Regions from separate parts of the Sus scrofa genome. Here all the other regions are linked to region 1. A link is a contact called in public HiChIP or PLAC-seq data. All regions are on one chromosome and are shown on one strand. The core of a region is the stretch at or near the end of the contact, and the rest is flanking DNA. Distances in the headings are between cores, read along the strand shown. Region 1 overlaps LPP (lipoma-preferred partner). Region 2 overlaps LPP (lipoma-preferred partner). Region 3 has its middle 160 kb from the start of LPP.

What was found. HiChIP or PLAC-seq counts read pairs in DNA pulled down with a chosen protein or histone mark.
Region 2: an H3K27ac HiChIP or PLAC-seq map of alveolar macrophages shows a contact between it and region 1. The contact joins two enhancer-like sites. A contact is called at or near these places in 1 of 47 Hi-C or Micro-C datasets (epiblast stem cells) and 1 of 2 datasets of contacts at active chromatin or transcription factors (alveolar macrophages).
Region 3: a contact with region 1 is called in an H3K27ac HiChIP or PLAC-seq map of alveolar macrophages. The contact joins two enhancer-like sites. A contact is called at or near these places in 2 of 2 datasets of contacts at active chromatin or transcription factors (alveolar macrophages and skeletal muscle).

Annotation. Positions count from the first base shown.
Region 1 is chr13:125,869,948-125,874,601 of Sscrofa11.1, forward strand. The region is part of intron 2 of LPP (lipoma-preferred partner); the gene reads left to right. Among named protein-coding and RNA genes, the nearest start is that of LPP, 90 kb to the left of the region's middle. Within about 2 kb of position 1,259, at least 6 of the 83 cell types and tissues checked have an H3K27ac peak or open chromatin away from gene starts, as enhancers often do. A contact at or near this core is called in alveolar macrophages, where this site is marked.
Region 2 is chr13:126,005,967-126,010,445 of Sscrofa11.1, forward strand. The region is part of intron 2 of LPP (lipoma-preferred partner); the gene reads left to right. Among named protein-coding and RNA genes, the nearest start is that of LPP, 230 kb to the left of the region's middle. Within about 2 kb of position 1,860, at least 3 of the 83 cell types and tissues checked have an H3K27ac peak or open chromatin away from gene starts, as enhancers often do. A contact at or near this core is called in alveolar macrophages, where this site is marked.
Region 3 is chr13:125,618,093-125,623,101 of Sscrofa11.1, forward strand. No RefSeq gene overlaps it. Among named protein-coding and RNA genes, the nearest start is that of LPP, 160 kb to the right of the region's middle. Within about 2 kb of position 1,474, at least 17 of the 83 cell types and tissues checked have an H3K27ac peak or open chromatin away from gene starts, as enhancers often do. A contact at or near this core is called in alveolar macrophages, where this site is marked.

The DNA.
Region 1 (4,654 bases), core at 9-2,508:
TGTGGTTTTGGCAGGAGAAGCTTGTCAAGGGCTGAGAGAGTTCCAAGCGCAGGGCTTCTGTTCTTGCAAACATGACAGAGACCTAATCAGACATCAGATGAACACTCAACTGACCTCCCCAATAGCCAGCTTCCAAGTGATCCTCTCGAAAAGTTAGAATTGGAGATGAAGGCCAGTTTGTGGCTCTTATACATGTTTTTTAATGTAGGAACCTTTCGCTTTTAAACATTAAACGTTAGGGTGCTGGTTTATGGGGGCTGTATGCAAAGTCCAAGGTGATATTTTTGGAGGTAGCCTTGAGAGCAGGAAGAGGTATGTATGAAAAGGGCAAACTTGTTGGGAAAGTATTGAGAGAGGGTCAATGGGTAATGGCTGCAGGATTAATGAATGGTCTTGGGGACAGCTTTCACCCTGAAGGCCTCTAGGAACCCAGTGTGATGAGCCAGGAAAGGCTATTGATATAAGATGCAGTCAGCCTGCTGAGACTGCCCTGTGTATGTACAACTGTCTGCCCTGAAGTACTTTTTCTCCTGAAGTGTCTTTTTTTCTCCTGCTGAGACTTCTTGGCTTGATCTAAATGCTTCCTACTGTGTGCTGAACAATCCCAGACACTGCCTGCGGCTTTTGTGTCCAAGTCAGACACAGCGTGTTGGGAGCTGAAGTGGCTCCATCCTTATTCCCAAATCTTTCTCTCCTCTCTCCCCCACTGCACCATGCCCACCCACCTACCCCTTCGAGAAAAAAAAATCATCCAAATTGTTGGAAGGTTCATTTGCATTTATTTGTGTTTTGTCCCTCATTTGTTTCTTGTTCACATCTGAGATGAATTCACCTTATGTGAGACTACGTTGAAACATACTTGAATTCTCTCTCGTTCTATGATTTCTTTTCTTTTACTTAAAAAAAGGATTTTTCCTTTTCTCCTCGGACCTCTAGCTTTCTCGTCTACACAGACAATCTATTTTTGAAGACTCTTTAGGGAGCTGCTGACTTTGTTAGAACTCCTAGTATGCAATTCGGATGACAGAATCCCACAGTTAACTTGCTTTTCTGGAAACAATTTATTTTCCCTTTAGCTTCAAGGAGGAGCAGTGGGGAATAGGGTGTTCTGAAAATAAGGGAAAATGTGCCAAATGAGTTGCTGATTTCTAGTAAGGCACATGGAAAAAAGGTTTTATTTCAGTGACCTCTCTGCTCACTGGAAAACTCTGGCGTGGTAAATTTTGTGATCTGAGGCTGAGTGCTCTTGGGTTATAGTGAGTGATGCAGGAAATCTCAGGGTGGAGGGTGCTGTCTTTTTGGGCTCAGGGGTGTTACAGAGACATTCAGTCCTTTGGCATTAAGACACATCATTTCTTCCAGTCTGGTCCTGGTTAAGGGATAGTTCCATCAATCCCTAAGTATATGGGGCACAGAAGGAATGCAGAGAGTTTAGAGAGCCAGCCTTAATATAAGTTGGCATTTGAGCATGACCATTGCATGCTCAAACTTGGTGATGCCTGCTGGATTTGTTCAACACATTTCTCATGTCTAGACACAGGCCCCTATCTTACATCCCTGCCCCCTTCCCCAACCCCTTTTGGTGGTGTCTCTATTTAATTCTTTTTGTATTTACATCTATTTGGTATTATTAAAAATAACACACTAGGTAATGGGGGGTGGTGAGCAGAGCTCTGACCCCAGTTCTGTACAACCACCTGCAGAACTACCCTCAAAATTTTCATTTATTCAACAAATATGTAAATGAGCACTCTTTACATGTCAGGTACCCGAGACACAAAAATGTGTAAGACACGGTTCTCTTACCTTGGCTGCTTAACAGTTGGGGGTAGATTACGAAGTGACTTCTCCTTTCTGGGTCTTCTTTTTATATATGGAAGAGCCAGTGCTGGGCTAGGTGATGGCCATGCTTCTTTTTTAAGGCTTAATTGTAGTCATTTACACAAAATTCATTAATCATCCGATAGCCCGCTGATCTAACTAAAAATTGGGAAACATTTCCCCTTGCTTCCTGGTTTACCAGGGGTGATACTGAAGATGAATGAGGAAATATCTCCAAAATGCTTTAATAAGCAAGTTGGAAAAAGACATGCTATAAGTTCGAGGCATTATTATTAATGGAAAAATGAAAACAAGGGCTGATGTTTTTAGAGTGAGAACAGATGGTTCCTTTGTTTAGAATTTGTGTACAAAGGAGAGAGAAAAAGAGATACTTGCCATATTGTTTAGGCCTTGAATGTGAGTGACTTTAAAATGCCAAAACAATCTGGTGAGGAAAGTCCCATGGATTCAAAATAGCTCTGACACTGATCAAACTATAATTAATTTAACAAAAAAAATGACAGTAAGAAAAATCCTAATAAGAAATGCCACAGTGACAATTGACAGAACCTAACAAAAACTCCCATTTTTGCGTCAACTCTAGAAACTTAATTCTTCCTGTGTTCAGGACTTGTACCACACAGCAGAACAAATTAGTGGGAACTGATTTAAAACTGTATTTCTTTCTAAAGTCGTCCCCGCCCCCCGAGTTATTTCAGTTTCCCATGACTCATAAAGGAAATCTTCAGGATTCACAAGAAACTGGCAGCCCTTTCCCACCTTGTTGGATACTGATAGAAAACTGCAAGTTGGGGCCGTTTAATGGGAGAGCACATCTCAAAGGACATGGGTGTTGGTATTGCAGAACGCAGGGTCTGGGAAGACTGAGAAATTTGAGGGCAAAGAGTTGTGAAATGGTTTCTGTTTCTCTTCCTTCACTTCTTATGATCTGTCTTTGCAATCCATAATTAGTTAATGTGTCCTTTTGGGATGATCCTTGCCCTCTTGTTGCCTGTCACTCTTGAGATGACAAAAAAAAAAGTGTGGGCTGTGAGAATGAGGTCTTAGGCCACAAGGACTTTCACCTCCTCTTAGGAGGCAGCTTGTGTGAGAATGCCTCCCGTACAGTGGAGATTGCAGAGTGAACTTAATAATCAAATAAGAAAGTGTGTATTCTTCTCCAAACCCCGACGTTTCTTGTGGGTCGAAATAACTCTGCTTTTGGTTGTGCCCAGCTTTTAAAAAATCAAGTAATGGCAAATATGTCATGTTACGCAGAGTTCCATTTGTGGCTCAGTGGTTAACGAACCCAACGAATCCAACTAAGATCCAGGAGGATTTGGGCTCTATCCCTGACCTCACTCAGTGGGTTAAGGATCCGGCGTTGCCATGAGCTGTGGTATAGGTCGCAGACATGACTCGGATCCTGCATTGCTGTGGCTGTGGCATAGGCCAGCAGCTATGGCTCTGATTTGACCCCTAGCCTGGGAACCTCCATATGCCACAGGTGCAGCCCTAAAAAACATTATACATATATATGTATAATGTTACCCTTACATTTGTCCTTTGTCCATGAATTCATATGTTAGGGAAACAGAAAGATTTCCGTTTCTTGACTATAATTGTTGAAATATTATTCCAAATTTTCCATTTTATTTATTGATTGATACCATAAAACAGTGTGATACAATGTAAGGATTTTCTAATGGAGAGATGACTTAGAGTATCCCTTGGGTATTCTATCTGCTGCTTAATTGTTTTGTCATCTCGAGCAAGTTTCTTTATCCCTTGTCATTTCTTCATCTCTAAAGTGAGAGTATCCACAACTTTTTTTCCCCATTAACATTAAATCCATAGTACCTGAGAGCTTTGGGAACAGACAGGTATTTCTCCTCATCTATTCATTTTTCTGACCTTTAAGTGGAATGGTGACTTTTAAACCCGTGTAATCATCAGCCTCAGTAACTTTCAGACGCCTCTAGGAAACAGACACTCTGCACTTCATTGCACTAATTTGTTTGTGATTAACATTCTCTGCCCTTTATTATATCCCTAAGTCAGGTTTTGAAATGTAATTATAAGGTATTCTTTCCTTCTTGTACTAAAATACCTTGCTCAAAGTTACTAATCCATTAAGTGACAACAATTTATTGACGTCTAAGGTTTTTCTTCCATTTTAATAGTCTTTGGGGAGAGGTTTTAGGGTATCAGCCTCCTTTGCCAGAGGTTAGTGACCAAGGCCTGGCAAGGGGACTCTTGTTGTCTCAAGTCACCCACATGAACTAGAATAGGAACTGTATTCAGCCTGTGCTTAAAGGTCCACAGGAAAGTGTCTGGTCTTCAGAAATCGGAGAGGAATGTTGATGTGGAGTCTGGAAACCTGAGTGTGACTAAGCTCAAATCACTTGAGCTTTCTGAGCCTCGCTTGACGCATCCATGAAATGGGGTAATGATCTCTTCTCTGCATGAGGGCTGGGAGCTCTCCAGACAACTTCTGTGGAGCTCTTTCTTTCCTGGGATCTATGATTCTGTGAGCTAGTCCCATACCCACAGTACTAGATGCCGGGTACTTGGGTGGGGAAAAAGTGATTGAGGCTGTTTTTGGAGCCTTAGTTTTTTTTTTTTTTTTTTTTTTTGACTTTTTGACTTTTTGCCATTCTTGGGCTGCTCCTGTGGCACATGGAGGTTCCCAGACTAGGGGTTGAATCGGAGCTATAGCCGCTGGCCTACACCACAGCTCACAGCAACGCCAGATCCTTAACCCACTGAACAAGGCCAGGGATCGAACCTGCAACCTCATGGTTCCTAGTCGGATTCGTTAACCACTGAGCCA
Region 2 (4,479 bases), core at 610-3,109, 140 kb after region 1:
CAAAAAAAGAAGGGGGAAAAAAAGAGGACTGTACTTCCTCACTGGTGATCTAAGAGGAGAATTATAGATGATTTGGCTGACTTTTACTTGTTTCTAGCTATATATATATAATCAGGAGCTTCCATAGACTCATGAGTTTTGAGTAGAGTTGTTGTTAGCGTTTATCTAGTAACCTAATGACATCTTTTTCAGAGGAGGACACTGTGATCCCAGAGAGAGCAAAGGTTGTACTGTGAGCTCATGGTATAGCTAAGACTGGGAGCTAGGTCTGAATTTAGAAGATCAGGTATCTTTGAGCTGAGTTCCAAGTTGGAGAAAAGGATAATTAGCTGTAACCTATAAGGGGAAGCTCAGTGTAGCATTTTAATACCCCCTTAAGGAAGCAGTTTTGAAATTTTAGGAAGGCACTGATTTTTATATAAAGAGAGAAGATAGTGAAACATCTCTAAAATATAGGAGAATGTTATTTAAATCTCAGTTGTTTAAGTGGACAATCCTAAAGTTTAGTTGGCTATCAACTACATCTGATGTTTAAGTCGCAAAGTATCTCAGCTTCTCAAATCTTCCATCAATAAAATGGTGATGTTAATACCTGCCATGTCCCTCAGTATCATTCATTTATTCAGCAAACATTGACCAAGAGCCAGGTCTTGGGTTAATTGCCAAGGGAGATTTAGGGACTAATGCAACATGATTTAAAGATTAATATAAACACTCTGAGTCAATCATTAGCAACACTTGAATCAGAATACATACATAAAGATTCCCAGGTGAATCTAGTGTGCAGACAGTTTGAAAACCACTTCCTTAAGCTTATAGTACTTGGTGTTAGATAATACCATGCAATGGGTGGTTGGTTGTTTTTAAATTTTGGTAATCTAAGTAAATATTTAAAGAAGAGTACACTGTGGATTTTAGAAAAGAAGCAAAACTTGAGCAAACACTAGTTCATTCTATTTTTGTGGATGACAGTGACTTGTCATTTACATGCCATCTTTAGCAAGGCTTGGTAACTTTTTTTAGTATTAAATGTCACTTTACCTGTAGTCTTATGTATTCCCTCTGGTGAGGAAGGGTCTTGGTTGTCATATGGCCTTTTGCAGTTGTTTGTGTTTGGTTATGTTTGATCAGTTTGGTCAGACTTTTGGCTTTATCAGTTTGTGTGGCTCATGATAGATTTGATGGAACAAAGCAGAGAAGACATTGCGGCAAGTAGCACCCAAGAGCTACGAATGGATATAAAAGCAAAACCTCCTGTTTCTATGTGATGACTTCCTTTGGATTTTGGTCTTTTCCTTTTTCCTATAGAGAGGCTGTACCATGGTGGAGACCATGGACTTGGGGGTCCAAAACTTGTGTCCAAGCCTCAGCTTTGCTATTTGTTAGCAGTGTCTCTTTGAGCAAGTTTCTTTAACTCTTACAGCCTTATATTCTTGATCTGCTAAATGTGGAGAATGATAATCTTACCTCATATAATAAATAGGATGATTATGTGGCCAGTAGAAAATTTCATCACATATAATAAGTCCTCAATAAATGCTTGCTATTTTTTGTCACTCTGTAGCTTTCTTGTACTCACTGAACAGTTAGGAGGAGAAGACAGAAGAGCAACAGAGCAGCAAGAGGTGAAACCTCTTAGGTTCTTTGCTTTGCATTTGAGGACAGTTCCTGAAAGACTAGTGCTTAGGGAGCCCCAGTCCTCTAACTCCCTTCAGCTTTAGGCATCTTGCTTAGATAAGGGTCACTTCTCTTGTTTTCCACTCTTCTGATGGTGTTTGTATATTTTCAGAGCCTCTGTGAAGATTTTTCCTTTCACTTCTTATTTTCATGATGATTATAAGCTTAGAGTGAAACCAGTCTAGGACCAGAGGAAGTAAGAGCAGAGTAAGTTTTGGTCCAGCAAAACCAACTCTCCCCAGTGCTTATCTTTGTGTTTACAGTGGGTCTCTTTCTGAGAAACTGAGAAACCCCATGGAAATGTTGTAGTTTGCTCATTCACTAAACTTGTGAGGTTTCCGCAAACCCACTTATCAAAATGAAGGGGTTTATTTAAGATTTCAGAGAAGGAATGCACTATAGAATATTAGAGCTGAATGGGACTTTACAGACATTCATTCTGCAAATGAGTATCCTCTCTGGTTAAAGGTCAAAAGGACTATGTCTATACTATTGTATTTAACACCTTCTTTGGATCCATCCTGCAGGGATTAGTTTTTCTTACATAGTTTTTATTCCTGTTAGATTTCTTTCTTTTTTTTTTTTTTTAGGGCCTCACGGCATATGGAGGTTCCCAGGCTAGGGGTCTAATAGGAGCTATTGCTGCCGGCCTATGCCACAGCCACAGCAATGCCAGCTTTGAGCCTCATCTCCAACCTACACCACAGTTCACAGCAACGCCAGATCCTTAACCCACTGAGCAAGGCCAGGGATTGAACCTGTAATCTCATGGTTCCTAGTTGGATTTGTTTTTCCACTGCGCCATGATGGGAACTCCTATTCCTGTTTATAGAGAATAGTTCTAGCTGCTGCTGCTGCTGCTGCTGCTTCTTCTTCTTCTTCTTCTTTTTGCTTTTTGGGACCACACCCACAGCATATGGAAGTTCCCAGACTAGGGGTCAAATTGGAGCTACAGCTGCCAGCTTATGCCACAGCCACAGCAACGCAGCGTCTGAGCGGCACCTGTGACTTACACCGCAGCTCACAGCAATGCTGGATCCTTAACTCACTGAGTGAGGCCAGGGATCAAACCCGAGTCCTCATGAATATTAGTCGGATTCGTTACCACTGAGCCATGATGGGAACTCCTCTCCGCCCTTTATAAGCTTCTTTTGTTTTCTTTATATGACATCTTTAAAAAGCACAACTCATTTAATCTTCCAAATATTTTCCCCAAATATTCTCTCTGAGTCCCTCATTTCAATAAAACTTGTCTATACCCTGTCCCACTGAAATGACTTCCTTTTTCCTTCTGTTCCAGAATTTCCAGGCATTATTTTTGTTGCTTGTTCCATTTATCTTTCAGAGCTACCTAGCTTTCAAATTCCTTGTTAATGGTTACCTCTGTGCTAGATCCTGTGACATATCCCAGTTCGTTGTTTTGTGTGTGTGTGTGTGTGTGTGTGTGTGTGTGTGTGTGTGTACACTTTGTGTTGTTCTCTGTCTCTTTTCACATAGAAAAATATATCTTCTTCAGGTAGGCTTAGAATTCCTTGAATACAGGATGATAATCTGATTCATCTGAGTATAGGATGAGACTTTGCTTTTTATGCAGCTCCACTGCTAGGCAAATAAATCTATTCATGCATTAAATTAACAGACATTTTTATTGAGTGCCTATCATGTATTAGGCCCTGATGTTAGAGAACGATAATTACTCTATGCTCAAGGATTCAAGAGTTTAGTTTCTGATACAGGCAAGCAGAGAGGCAGAGTGACATGTGATGAGCATGATGTCGGCGGTATTCCAGGTACTGTGGAAGTGTAGTGAATGGGCACATAACTTGAACTGGAGGATAGAGAATGTGATTATGTCTTTCAGGACAAGTAGGAAGTGATGCTCAGGATCTCAGTGGTACATAGTTGATAAGACATCATTTTTAATTGAATGGAAGGGAGCAGAGGTAAAAACCTAGAGGAAATGGATGAATTTCCAGCAGAATATAAATGCTGAAAAATGACCTCAAAAGAAGTGTAAAACTCCTATGATTTTTGTAGAAGTTATTAGAAATATGATTAATCTCTATTATTAAAGAAAGTGTCACTGAATTCTGATAAAGCATTTAAAGATTGGATAGTTTCAATCTCATCAATAAATAAATCCAAACAGTAGAAAAGGATACAAAACCCCCATATCAAAACCTATAATGATAAGTAAAACAAGTAGAGAAAAAATACTGTAGAAAGGTCTTACTTATGATTATACGTACAAAAATTCTCTATAAAGTACCATATTTAATTCATCAGTGTACCAAAACTTTACAACTATGATTGAGCAGGATTTTTTTCTAGGATTGCTAAGATGGTTCAATATCTGGAAATCTATCAACAGGATTCATTATATCTCTAAAATAAGGGAGGAAAAAAAGGCAATTGCCTCAATGGATGCTTAGAAGGGTGATACAGAGATTCTAGAAAGGGATCAGTAGTAACCAAGGAGATCAGCATTTATTCATTCACCCATTCATGTGTAACATGTTTTTCTAAGGGCTTCCTAGCCAGGCATAGTGCTGGTATAGTGAGACCACTTAGAAATTTCCAGCCTATTGGGGCAGATAGGCAGGTGATTAAATAGCTTATGTGCAGAGTTTTATCAGTATGAAACAAGTCATAGAAGAGCCTGAAAATTAACCTACTCTTTTTGGAGAGAGGCAGGGGATTGTTCACAACATCAGAGACATTTTAGCTGGGTCAAGATGAAAATAAAGGGGTGGCTTGGTAGAAAGGAATGGGAGATATATGGCATTGGAGATGGTGGATACA
Region 3 (5,009 bases), core at 224-2,723, 250 kb before region 1:
CTCCAAGTTTGCAAACATCCACTGAATTGTGACCATCTGATATGGGTCACTAATCTCTTTGGTGGTAGAGGCTGTCCCTACTTTTTACTCTCTGTTGTACCCCAAACCCTCTAGCCTAGCACCTGATATCAAGGAAGGAATAAAAGGAGTGAATACAGGAGGATTGATGAGTCAGCATAAAAACATAAATACTCAAATCTTCAATAATTCTCTGTCATTAGTGGGGCTTTAAAACTTGTCTCAACCATTCAACAATGCCCCAACATCTACCAATCCATGCTATTCTCATCACCCATCTCCACAGCCCCCATACAGGGTCTGCTCATAGGTGATGCTCAGAAAAACGGAGTGATTAAATCAAAGGATCAAGCATTTCCAACAGGACATAAAGTTTCTCAAGAGCAAGATGCCTCTATTAACCACTCTGGTGCTGTGCTTCACACATGGTAAGTATTCAGCCAGGAGTTGACTTTTATGCCATACTCCCCCAGGGATGATGGAGCAATAGATGCGAAAATGTAGTGGAAGTAGTGTGAGCTTTGAAATCATTCAGATATACCTGCTTTGTGATCTTGGGAAAATGGCTTAACCTCCTGATCCTCATGTTCCCCATCTGAGGATAATACCACTGCTAAGGTGTTATTTTGAGGCCATCCTAAGGCCATTGTTACGGGAAATGGATGCCAAGGCTTTTGGCATTTGCCTGGTGCCGCAGGGGTTCCCCACCCACATTAGTTCCTTTTTTTCCTTTCCTTTCTGGGAGTCAGAGTCTGGCCAGCTTTACTTCTCCCTCAACCTCCTAGGAAGCAAACAGTGGTAAAGGAATTGGAACAGAGGCTGAGACCCATTCTCTTGTTCCAATCTGACCAGCAGATGGCAATACCCATGCCCTGTGGCTCCTACCCAAACCCTTTCCATCCTGATGGAGGGGAAGGTGACAGGAATAGGCTCATAGGATGACTCAGCTCCAGTGACTAAAGTGAGGAGGTGGTGGTGGTGGGAAGGCATGGGGGCTGGAGCGGAAATGAGTGAACCATATCTGATGAAGGATGTCTCCAAGATAAAGGGGCTTGGCCCTGGTGAGTTCCTGGCTCTGACGTGGTACAGACAGGCAGGGGCCTGAGCTCTCTCCCTTGACCCCCCTCACTTAATCTCACAGTGAGATAACTCCCTGCCAGCCCAGGGGAGCCTCCCAGGGCAGATGCTGGGGGTCTGTCTGCCCCCTGGAGGCTTTCAGCTCAAGGTCTGAGACACATCTGAACACCACTTTGGATGAACTGATTCTTAAAAAGTGTCCCATATCTCCAAAATCCATGTGTATGGGTTCTGATCCTGACAGCCTCCTGATTGCCAAACTTGGCCTCTCTCCTCGCCTGCAGACTGTTTTCTCCACCTATGCCACCCTTTTGATATCTCCAAGCCCTGCACATGCAACAAATTTAACACTGAACACTAAGTGCCCTCCCATCCACTTCTGTCATCCCTTCTCCTGGTTGGTTGGTTACCATCGACCCTATCACCCAGACTGGGCCCCTATCACTCCACTCTCCACGTCAGTTCCAGTTCCTGAATTTCTCACTCCAATTCCTCCTTGCCTTCCCCACCACAGCTGACTCTGGCTGGGCTTTTGTCATAATTTACTATGATGCTCCAGCATCTTCAAACTAGCCTCCATGCCTCCTATCTCTCTTCAGTCTTTCCCAGACTGTCTACAGAATGCTATGTCCAAACTCATTCCTAGTGTCGTTATCTCCCTGCTTAATATCCCTTAATGTGTTCCCAATCCCTATAAGACACAATTCAGGAGTTGCATGGTGGCATAGAAGCTTAAGGACCCAACATCATCCCTCCCATGGCTTGGGTCAATGCTGTGGCACAGGTTTGATCCCTGACCAGGGAACTTCTGCATGTGGCTGGAGCAGCCAAAAAGACACAGTTCAGACTCCTTAGTCTGTTGAATGAAGCCCTTCATGATCCAGGACACGCCCATTTTCTGGTTTCGCCTGCTGACCCCATCCTGCAAACTCTGATGCACAGAGACACTCCCTAGATTGGAGCCAGTCCTGAGTCCTGGCGTCACATGCACTCTTTCCACCTCTAGATCTGTGAACACGTTGTTCTTTCTATCAGGTGAGCACTTTTCTGCCTTTCACAAAATTATTTATCTTTCTAGATTCACTCAGTTTTCATCTCTGCTGGGTGGCCCTTTCAGATTCCCAGAAAGGAGTTGGCAGCTCCTTCTCTGAGCCCTCTCTCAAAACATGGTCACTCTCACTAAGCACCTGTTGGCGTGGTGAATTCTTGTTTATGTGTATCTGTCTTCACTGGACTGGGGATACATGGAGGCAAACCCTCCCAGAGAATACCTACTTAAATAGTTTTTGAATAAATGAAATGTTAAAAACAGGCATGAAGTAATAGTCAGTTTCGTCCTCTGATCCTCTGTGTTTCCATCCATAAACTAGGTATCTGATCCAGGTAACTTACAACTCTGTCAACCTCAGATTTTATACTGCATCATGCTTCCACTCAGCTCACACACCTGGCCCACTCAGCAGCAAGAGATATTGCTGAGTTATTTTTCCCAAGGAAGGAGTAGGACTGTGGGTCCACCCACACTGCAAAGTGGCTGTCGTCTCAGAAGCTCTGATTGAAGTCACAGAACTGCTCAAAGCCAATGCTCTACAGAGGGACTCAGAAACCCAGGACCTATACCACACAGGCTGGGACTCTGGTCACTTCCCCAGCAAGTCATAAGTATTGTCCACCCGTGTGGGGCTTGTCTGCAGGCACTCACATGGGTATGGCCACCAGCCTCAGGCAGGCACCAAGGGTGACACATCTGTGCAAAGGAAGCCACCCACACAGTCTCACCTCCCCCAGGTCATTCTCTGTGATCCCCGCACCTTCCGGCACCAACCCCACACTCACACACCCACAGTGCTGGGTTGTCTGCCTGAAAATCTAGAGCTCTACCCATCAGACCGTAGCATCTTTCAGGAGGTAAGACAGATGAACCCATAGGCTGGTGGCTCCCCTCCTCTGACCCCATCATCAGCTACCCCTCCCTAAACAGCTTCTGCCAGCGTGCTGGCGTGAGCAGACCCAAGTTCACCTCAAAGCTTTCTCTGAGAAAATAATTTGATCTCCCTGAGCCTCAGTTTTCTCACCTATAAAATGGCACTAATGGCCCTGACTACATTCTCTCCATAGGGATCACTAAGACGCAATGATCTAATACGTGTGAATGTGGCCCGTACACACAGGTTCAATGCAAACGTTCAGGATTTAAAAGAGTAATGGTGTTGATAGACACTACGTTCTGTTTCTAAGGAAAAGCACCTTTTCAAATAAAAAGGAACAGTTTAAATCCAAATATTTATTGAGTACATACTGTGTGCCAGATATAGTACAAGCGATTATTAATGATCTAAACAACACTTCCATAACTAAATTCAGCAGTGCTGTAGTTTAATTTTATGTCTGAAGTCAAAAGTTTCATGTTTTGAGATATATAATGTTCATGCATTTTACACCTGTGGGAATAGAAACATTATTTGCATAGATATAGATGTGTGTGTGTGTGCACGCACATGCGTGCATGCGTGCTCGAATTTGAAAGAAAAGAATACTGGCCCAGGAGGCAGGAATGAAGTATAATGACAAAAACCATGAGTTTGGGAATAAGACATACACACCTAGGTTCAAATCCTGACGATGGTTCTAGGACTTATTAGCTTTTTGACTTGAGACACATTTTGGTTCACTGAAGCCTCAGTGTCACCATATGAAACACGGAAATAATGAAAACTCCCTCAGCGGTCTGTTGTGCAAATTCAATCATGCACACAAAATATTGAATGGTCTCCAACTCAGAGAGGGCTCCACAGATGCTGCTGCCTCCAACCTTTGGCCTCCTTGTTCCTCTCATGCACTCCGTGACCTGGGGCCAGCCGCTCAGCCCCCAGCACAGATTTTTCTCATCTACAGAACGAGAGGGCTGGACTCGACTCCTGGATTCCTTCCAACCCCAGGATGCCAGTGTCGTAGGTCGAATATCTATTTTATGCATGTTCCTGGATTTCAATAATGAGCCCGACCCAGGCAAAGTCCCCTCAGCCTGGTATGTGCTCCACTTCCAAAGCGTTTCCCTTCTCTGAACGTGCCATTTGCCGGCTTTCGTATTTTCAATACAGGGCCCATTGATGGCTCTGAAAAGGAATGCCCAGTGCAGCTGCGGGGCCACTTGAGCCCTCGGAGCAAGCGCTCTCAAGCCTGCTCTGTCTGAGAGCTCTGTGCTTTCAGAGCCCGTCGTTGTAGGGCTGTCTGGAATCCTCAACACCTGCACGTCAGCTTCCTGGGCCCTTCCACTCCCCTCCCCCACCCGCACCCCCCTCTCCTATTTGCATCTGAAATGCAGCTGCTGAGGCCCCGAGGAGGGGGGCCCCGGTGGACAGGACAGCGCCTTGTTTGGTCTCCCTCCCCTGAGTCAAACTGAATCTGAGCCGCCTCTGTGAGAGGTCTTTTGTTGCCTCATCATTATGTTTAAATGAGCCTCATCTGCGGGAGAATTTTCTTTATAATAAAATAAAATAAAACCACCACAAAGGACCAAAGCAGATGACATCTGTTCTTTCGATGAAAGCTTTTTCTGTCCTGAATTAGACTAAAAAAAGAAGAAAAGAAAAAAGGAAAAGAATGGAGTGGGCTTCATTTGTATCATTCCTCCCCCAAAGCCAAAACAAACAAAATCGGTGTAGTTGGGGGCAATGGGGTGCGAGATGGATGAGAAGGAGAGGAGAGAAAAGGAACCCTTCCCACTCCTCCGGCAACTCTGCCATGAAGCCACTCCAGTAGTATGCAGACGCCATTCCATTATGTGTCCCTTATTTTGAAAGAGTGATCAAATTTATATTCTCTGCACTCATTTTATGGGCAAAATATTGAACAACACTTGTGCCATCATCCCAACCTCCACTGTTGATCCCATAGAGCAGGTGGGTCTAATG